Linked DNA regions of Hordeum vulgare: region 2 is linked to region 1. The links are chromatin contacts, called in public Hi-C maps. All regions are on one chromosome and are shown on one strand. Each heading gives the region's core, a stretch centred on a gene start, on an enhancer-like site or on the middle of the called end of the contact. The rest is flanking DNA. Distances are from core to core; before and after follow the strand shown. Region 1 holds the start of LOC123452373 (mitogen-activated protein kinase kinase kinase 5-like). Region 2 has its middle 16 kb from the start of LOC123452375.

The links. A called contact is a pair of places that touch in the nucleus more often than the background predicts.
Region 2: a Hi-C map of leaf shows a contact between it and region 1, with 2.0 times the contacts expected there. The contact joins the enhancer-like site here to the promoter of LOC123452373 in region 1. A contact is called at or near these places in 2 of 6 Hi-C or Micro-C datasets (leaf and seedling).

The regions. Positions count from the first base shown.
Region 1 is chr5H:532,357,379-532,361,852 of MorexV3_pseudomolecules_assembly, forward strand. LOC123452373 (mitogen-activated protein kinase kinase kinase 5-like) reads right to left here and starts at 2,510. Exons shown (of 11, transcript XM_045129022.1): 1 at 1,778-2,510; 2 at 246-893; 3 at 77-164. The coding sequence starts at 2,286.
Region 2 is chr5H:532,495,531-532,500,004 of MorexV3_pseudomolecules_assembly, forward strand. No RefSeq gene overlaps it. Among protein-coding and RNA genes, the nearest start is that of LOC123452375, 16 kb to the left of the region's middle. Within about 2 kb of position 2,306, at least 3 of the 3 cell types and tissues checked have open chromatin away from gene starts, as enhancers often do. A contact at or near this core is called in leaf and seedling, where this site is marked.

The DNA.
Region 1 (4,474 bases), core at 1,260-3,759:
TGCCCAGCCAAGTTCCAGAAAAATGAAACAAGTATTACTGCAGAAATAAGCAACATCAACACAAGTATGGCCGAACCTGTTCCAATTGCTTCAAAGACTCAACTGATTTTGCATCATCAGGAATTATGTTAACCTCTTTCATGGCACAAAGAGCTCCGGTGTGCCTGTATGTTGGTGTGACGGTATGTTCAAAATTTAGAGAAGCGATTACTAGTTTACTACAATAAAAATGAAATATAACATACCTATTGGTAGCTTCATATACACAGCCATATGTGCCACTGCCGATGAGCTTCCTTTTTTGCCACTGACCAGCCATTGAGGGCGTCTCAACTTTTGGAACTGATGGGTGACTAAAATTTGTTTGCTTTGGGCTCATTGAAACAGGAGGAAGAGGTAATGGGTGAAGATTGGGATTTGGATTGCCCTCAGAACGAGAAGTGTGGTTCTCTGGGAACAAGTTTGAACGCATTGGTGATGGAGGTGCACTTGGGTATCTTGATCTAAGAGCAGGACTTCTCAAAGGACTAGAGCGAGGAGATCGCTCCTGGCCACCCACAAATTTTTCAGGTGAGGTGGAAGGGGGTGAAGATCCTGATTGATCTGAAGACCATGGTGATGGTGCTGACAATATATTGCTACCTTGGATGGATATTGCAGCAGATGATAAGTCTACATTACTCAACCTTCGAGGACTCTGTACAGGACTTGAAAACCCGCTGCTCGGGGCACTTTTAGCAGGAATGTTCAACCTAAAGTTCAAGGTGTCACTTGGGCTATCCTGGAACTTCTCTTTATATGTCTTTCTCCGTTGGCCACAGGTGGCCCCATGTGTGCCAGCTGACCGTAAGTCATTGTGCTCGTGAATCTTTTGAACAGTTTGGGGCATAAATCTATCACCAGAGACATTGACAACATCAGAAACATGGTCAGATATGGAGTTAATCTGATCAGTGTGTCATGACATCAAAATTTTGTTTAACAATCACGTTCATGTTGAATCTTCTTTACTAGCAGCTTCATGGACCAAAACAAACTACACTTCACTGACTTTAGTACAGAAACAACCTCAGACACTCATCAGTTAAAATCACAATCTGAGCCAGCATTTTCTTTCATGTCAGGATCTAATAAAATCGCAAGTAGCTTAACCAATCATCATCAAGTGCAAATGTTATGGGATATCATAGCACCCAACAGCAAACTGTCTCAACTCGTTCTGGGGGTCCAAAAGCACAATAACTCTTCGTGACATATCATCCAAATTTTGCTAAGGTGGCATGATCTCCTAGTCATACCATAAGCTAAATAAGTTTGCAAGTAAGCCTAAAATCGTCTTAGTGGAATGCAACTACGCAGCAATGTGCATCTGAGGCCCTAATCCAAGCTAATTTGATATTGTCAACATGGTTAGAAGACTATAGCAAAGGCCACCAGCCCTGATTGCTCAATCCCTGGTCGTTTTTAGTGTTCACATAAAACTGCTCTCACCAACCTCAAAACAATCTGCCCTACAAAGTGGTCAAAATGCTAGTAGTGTGACAATTTTAGTGTATAGTGCCATCTGGCATGCCTTCTTATATGGCCATAGTGTTGGTAACCCTAAACTCATTCAGAAATCACTGCTGGTGACCTCACCCTAATCGCTTCATCAGTAGTAAAACAGAACTAACAAGGTTACCCCGTTTAACGGACTTGAATTGAAGAGCAAAGCAAGGAAGCTTGAAGCATCTAATAAACTGGGGTAGTAGAGAGAACAGAAAAAACGCATCACCACCTTGGAAACGTGGACGGCCTGTCGCCTCCAGTGTCTGCGACCCCCAGGAAGTCAGCCGATCCGTTGCAATCCCCGTCGAACATCCTCGGGGAGGGGAGCGGCCTCCCAGGCCCTCGGCAGGGCGAGTCATCCTGGTGGGGCAGCGGCAGAGGGTGGGGCAGCAGCATGGGCGTGGACGACGACCTGGCCGGCGCCGCCTCCATCATGTTACTCGGCGACCTCGAGATCGGCGTGGAGCTGGCGGTGGCGAGCCCGGACCAGACCGCGTCCCTCCTGGCGGGGTAGGAGGAGGAGGAGGGCGGGGCGGCGTGCGGGTCGTCGAGGCGGAGCGCGGAGGCCCCGACCTCGATGTCGTCGACATGGCGCAGGCGGCGCTGCCTGGTGAGGCGGGGCAGGTCGCCGGCGCCATCGTGGCGGGGGATGCGGGAGGTGGAGGCGCGGGCGGGGGAGGCGGGCGTGGAGGCGGAGGCGGAGGAAGGGCGGTGGGCGGAGCGCTTCCACCAGGGCATCGGGAAGGGGAGGGGAGGGGCTTATGGGGGGGCCGCGGACGAAACCCTAGTTAGTGGTGGCCACAGTGGTAATGGCGGGGTGGGGTGGAGGGAGGAGGGGATCGGTGGTGGCTGGAGACGACGACCCCCGCCATTTGGCCTTTGTTTTCTCCTTTCTCGAGAGGGAGGGGGGGAGGGAGGGACCGGGGGGGCAGCTGGTTTGTTGCCCTCTCTCTCTCTCTCTATCGCTCGCTCGCTGCTATTATTATTTTTCTTTTCTTTTTCCTCCACCCGGGTTTGGTCCGGGGCCACGCGGCTTGGGGAAGAAGTCCAGCGAGTCAATGCCTCCGGTTACACGTCGCACACTGCACGCGGCCTCTGCCTTCCTTCCCCCGTTCCGTTGCTTTTCCCCGCTTCTTCCCTCTGTTTACTCGCTTCCGTCTGGCCTCACGGTCTTTTCTTATTAGATAGAGTATAGATAAAATAATTTTCGAACGACCTTTTTTTCTTATGATGTGAATGAATGAATCAAGAACGCAGGCGTCTCATCACCTTGTTGACACGGCTAGATCGGGGGATGTCAATCGAGAGGATGCATTCACGGAGAAGTCTTCGGACGCTGGTTGGGTGACTTGACTTGGTCCTTGGAGGCCCAAACCCACCTCCAACAAATGATGTGTAGGTAGAAAAAGGTTATATATTTGCTTTTTGAAGATGTAAAATATGACATCTCAAAATGAAAATATACATCTTCGAATGCGCGAGATGTAAAACGGCCACGTGCACTGTTTTTTTCCTCGCCCCATCTTCTTCCTTCCTCTACACCCCCTGCACTATCGCCACCACCCAACACCAGCCACCGGACGCCGCAGACCGATTGATTTTTCGCCGCCCCGCGATTCGACCGTCGTCCGCCGCTTGATTCGTCTTCGTCGTCGTCTACGTCATCGTTGCAGCCTTTGTCGTCATCGCAGCCACCACCGCCCCATGAATCGTCCGTCATCGACGTTGCCAACAACCATCACACCGACGTACCGCCATCACCAAGCCACCACCCGTCGATGCCATGCCGCCGAAGAAGACCCCGGAGAGCAAGATGGTGTTCTTCGGCGTGCGGGCAAAGTCTTCCCACAACTTTGGGGCGGAATCCATTGACGCTGGCCGCCGCTTTTGGCTCGACATGTATTCCATCGTCGACAAGGGCATGACTGCCTACGACGTGGCAGTGTGGTGTGCGGGGAGCCTGAGGTCGGACCTCAACTTCCCGAAGATTGAGACCCAGGCGGATATGGAGTTCGTCGTGTGGGAGAGCATTCATGTTTTTTAACCGGGTTTTCCCCCTTTCCATTACTAGAACGGAAATACAAAGTCATACAACAACTAGGAAGAATAAGGTAGGGAAAGGAGCAAGCTCAAAGCACTGCTAAAAAACCACCGCGATTGCTCGCCATCGAAACAGACGCTATGGGACGAAAACTTAGACAACACGAAGAATTATAACTAGACCTATTACAAACATAGGCAACCAATAGTACAACAAAAGTACAAGCGACGCAGGATCTAAATCCAACAACAAGCAGTAAAATAGAAGATTCATTGTTTAACGGCCTCTCGGGCGACCAACCTCGGTCCTCTCCAACCAGAGGTGACCTCAATACTCCGCACCGATCTTCGTTGAGTTGTTGCACACTTTCATGAGCATCATGGTCCAATTGCGAATCATCTTGGCTCCAGCGTGAAGTCTTTCCACATCCTCGCCTTTGTGAAGCCATGCCTAGTATAAGAGAAACGAACATGTCGTGAACACTATCTCGAAGGAGATTGGATCAATTTATTTTTTTAAGTGCCTTTGTTCCGGGCCAGCCAGATAGCCCAGGTTACTGCTCCAAGAGCCATAATATAGAAACGTTCATCACGAGAAAGGAAAGTAAAGCACCACGAAAAGAATTGTCAGTAATTACTCGGACATAAATTTGCTCCAACGATCACTCCAATCGATCTCCAAACAACCCTGGCAACAGAACACTTGGAAAACGGATGACGTGAAGTGTCAACCTTTCTAAAAAAGAGCGGATTGGATTCCCATGCCAACGATGCCTTTTCATCGCCTCTCTAGTGAGGACAGCGTCTTGGAGAGCTGCCAAAGGAAGATTTGAATCTTCACAGGTATTTTGGCCTTTTAGATTCACTTGTAATTACATCCACTGAG
Region 2 (4,474 bases), core at 1,056-3,555, 140 kb after region 1:
TAGAAATAGAAAGTTCAAATAATCCCCATATAATAATCCAATCATTAAACATAAATGTGATATGGGGGTTGATTAGCCAACTACCCTTATCAGCATCACTCCACGCCAAATTAAAATCACCACAAATCAAAATCCATCTTGAGTTAAGGATAAGAAACCATAAACAATGACTAAGTGCCAAATAAAACCATTAGATTTATTCTTAACAACAGCAACCACAACAAATTCTTTGTTGGAGAAGCCAACCACCTCATATAAATCTTGCTTAATACCAACTAGAATACCCCCAACAGTTTTTACAGCACGCAAGAAATGCTAGGTAAAAGCACAATGTCTATCAAGAGAATTAAGGAAACCCTCACACATGATTCTACATTGGTAACTTGAAATCAAATAAATTTATGATTAATTTTAGCAATGGTATCACAGAGGCACTGAACTTTACGAGGCTCACAAAGACCCCTAATATTCCAAATGAGACATCATATTAAGAGTTTAAAAGGGGTCAGACAATCCACTAGACTTAACCTTAGTGAGAACAATATGAGTCTTTCCTAACACATCAACATTACCTACTGGGTTAGGGGAAGAGGACCTAACTAGAGTTTTCGAGAAGTCATGAGCAACAATATCTATATTATCGGGTAAGACAATCTCAAGATTATTAGTGGAAAAATCCATGCATCTTTATTTTTCATCACCAACTAAATGAGAGGCAATTATATTTCTACTATCATCAACATCACCAATAAAAATATTGATCTTAGATGCTTGATGAATTAAAAATGCGTGTATGGAAAATGATTTATCTTTGAAAGTTGGTGGAACTTTTAGGTTTTGATTTCTCTTGTAGTCAACAACTTTCTCCATGATTTTAATGTTCCCATGGTTCCTACTGATAGGTTTGTGAGAAAGGACTCGTCCCCATTCAATTTTTTTAAGGTGGGTATATTTCTTATCAACCACTTGATCCATAGATTCAAAGAGATCTCTTGAGGGTGTTGGAACAACCAAATGAGGGAGAACCCCATCTCTTCATCGAGTGCACTATCATCATCCGATTCAACTATGTCAATAGATTTCAAGAGGTCATCACATATTTAACATTTTTTTCAAATGATTGGTCAACATTGTTTTGAGTGTTTTATGTAAAGTGTTTTTGAAATATATATTTATTATAATATTTGAAGGTATAAACAAAAAATTAAAATAAAACAAAACAAAAAGGTTGTGGTTCCCATGCCCCTAGCAGGCCCATGACGCTCTCGCCTTCAGGGAGGCTCCCCTACGCTTCTCTATAAGTGAAACATAGGGAAAATTCTATTCGGCGCTTAAGGCATTGGACATAGGCTAACTGGCTAACCAAACACACGATCATCCTTGGGCCGGCCCACGCATATCCGCTCTTCTTCCTCTCTATAGTAGAATACTTCAGAAAGACATGCGTTGGCCGAGCATCGAACCAGCGTCCTCTAGGAGAGGTACAAACCACGTTAAGCAACACGACGCTATACCTTTTGAGACTACTATACATCTTTTCTCTTTAAATATAATAAGACGAAAGAACGAGAGTTTCCTGTTTGTGGTTTATGTTCGGTTTTGTTTTGGCCGGTTTTTTTTCGATCCCCCATTTTAAAAAAAGTTACAAACATTTTTATAACCATTAACTTTTTTCTCTTCAAATTGGTGAACTTTTTTGGAATCCAATTCTTTTTTATTAAAACGATGAGTTTTTTAGCATGTGAACTTTTTTTCGAAACACATGAATTTTCCATCAAATTTGAAAAGTTTTATCAAACCCATGTTTTTTGTTTCAAAACCGTGAACATTTTTCCAAATAAATGATTATTTTTTTCAAATTTCATGAACTTTTTTCAAAACAAATGAACTTTTGCAAATCTGTCAACTTTTATTTAAAATTTGATAAACTCTTCTAAATTCAATGAACATTTTTCGACAATATATTAGCTTTTTAAAAAATTCATTAAACTTTTGTCAAAAATAATGAACTTTGTTCAAATTTGTAAAACAATACGTTTGACTCACCTTTTCAATTTCGTGATTTCTTTTCTAAAATGATGAACTTTTTTAAGTTTGTGAACTTTATCCAAATCTGTGAAAAAAATTAATTCATAAACGTTTTTGATTTTGTGCGATGTATTCCTTTTTGGGAAGTCAACCGTCGAATGAAATCGTTGGAAGGTGTGAGCCTGGCTAGCGATTCGCTTTTCTCGGGATGGTCCGGCCCATACATGCAGCCGCATGGGCGCTAGGAACCTAGCCGGTGCAGAATGCGCCGATTAGGAGGTCCCGGGACATAGGGGGCGCTCCTATGTGTCGCTTTTAGCGAGCACAGGGGTCAGGCCTCGATGGGCCGGCCAGCCGCGCGAGAGGCTACGACCTGTTTTGTTTCCTGTTTTTATTCTTTCTTTTTTCGTACTTTATTTTTTTACATATATAAACAAAAAGAACTTTTCAAATGTTGAACAACTATTGAAAAATGTTTAATTATTATTAAAAAATGTGAAACAACTAATAAAATATTGAACAAATATTATAAGAGGTTGAACGAGTATATAAAAAATGTTGAAAAAGTATGTAAAAAATGTTGAATAAGTATTTAGAAATGTTGCATAAGTATTAAGAAATGTTAAACAAGTAAAAAATATTGAACAAATATTTGGAAAATGTGGAGTATGTATTAAAACATTGAGAAAGTATTTAAATAACATTAAATAAGCGTTAGGACAATGTTAACCATGTATAGAAAAAATGTTGATCACTTATTAAAAGCGAAAACAAAACAAACATAAAAAAATGAACAAAAATGGAGTAGAAAAATGAAAACCAAACCAAAATTTGAGAAGAAAGAAGAAAACAAATAAAAATTGCAAAAGAGAATGGCAAAACTAATAAAAAACTAGAATTTTCCCCTCTAAGTAGGTCACGCCCCTTCATGTTATGACAAAATGGGAAGCTATCGGAGTGACTATCAATGTTGCCTACTATTACGAGAGCACGGGATCAACTCCCCGTGCTCATCACCTTTTATTCTCTTATTACTTCTGTTTTCAATATATGCTCATGGGCCGACGTTTGATCCTTCTTCAATCGCTTAATGCGATAAATAGGTCCCGCAAGACATAGGGGTGACTGTCGCAACATTCCTAAAAAACCAAGTGGGTTGTAGCATGCCTACAAAACAAGTGGGTCGCAACATCGGCAAAAGTCGAGTTAGTTTGACTCACGACGTATGATGACATACGGTACAGATTGCATCATGCACTCGAGCAGTTGAGCTAAAAAACTTGATTAGTTCACCTCAAACTCCTTCACCTCACCTCTTTCAGACCTCTACATCCCAGCCCCTCCCTCCTGCCTCGAGCGGCCTATGACCCCTACTTCTTCCCTATCTAGGACCCATTGCCGTCGCACCACATAAGAGGTGGACCAGATGCGGCTTCTTGTAGCGGGAGATGGGAGAGGATATAACACCGACAACGACCGACGTGGGCGGAGCAGGAGGAGGACCGAGGTCACGAGAGTACCGTCAGTGTTCTTGTACCGTGCGAGAAGAATAAAATAAAATCCCGCCTTCTTCCCCGGAGCAAGATTACTTTTTCATTTTCATGCACCGTACTAGGAGGCCAGGAATATAGGTATTTAAGTAAGTATTATTGGGATAAATCCCTCCACATGGAGTTGTGTTGGCAGCCCAACATCATCCCATAAGTCCAACACATGTTAGCCATTGATCCTCGCTGCATCCAACGGTTGAGAGCACTTCGAAGGGAAGTGAAGCAAGAAGAAAACCCTAGTCACTCCACCGCTTCTGGTGGTGGATGCCATCTGTGAGAGTGACAGAGTGCACACAATAGAAAACACAACCTATAAGTGAGAGAAAGAAGAAGTGAAGGTTGTGTCCAGATTTGTTGCTCGTGACTAGACAGTGTTCAATCTGGTGATTGGAGGCTCAAGTGTGCTTGGACCTTGGATCAACTCCAAACTTTGTGATCTCATTCCTTACTTTGACTACTTCGATCTGGTTGGATGGTTTGAGGATTGGGTCAGTGGAGCATCAAATTTGAGAGTGGTTTTGTCAACTTTGACTGCTGCAGTTTCAGAATAGAGTAGTTTGGGGAGACAAAACGTTCGGGTAGGCAAACAGTGTCCGATTGAGATGAAATTTGGAGGGGATCTCACGAACTCTTGTGTCTACTTGTATACCAAGTTTGGTGCTGTTTGGTTCTGCGGTTTAAGAGAAGTTTAGAAAATACTAAAGGGGTCAAAAGTTGTATGTACTCTGCTTTGCTGACATCTTGCCTCTTGTGGTTGTTGTTGCTGTTGCTGGTTGGCAATGTGGAGAGGTTCTAGTGAATACTTTATACTCATCATTCTGATAGTGAAGTTGTGTGGACCAGTTGGTCCACAGTCGTGGGTTTTTACTCCACAGCTTGAGGAGGTTTTTTCACGT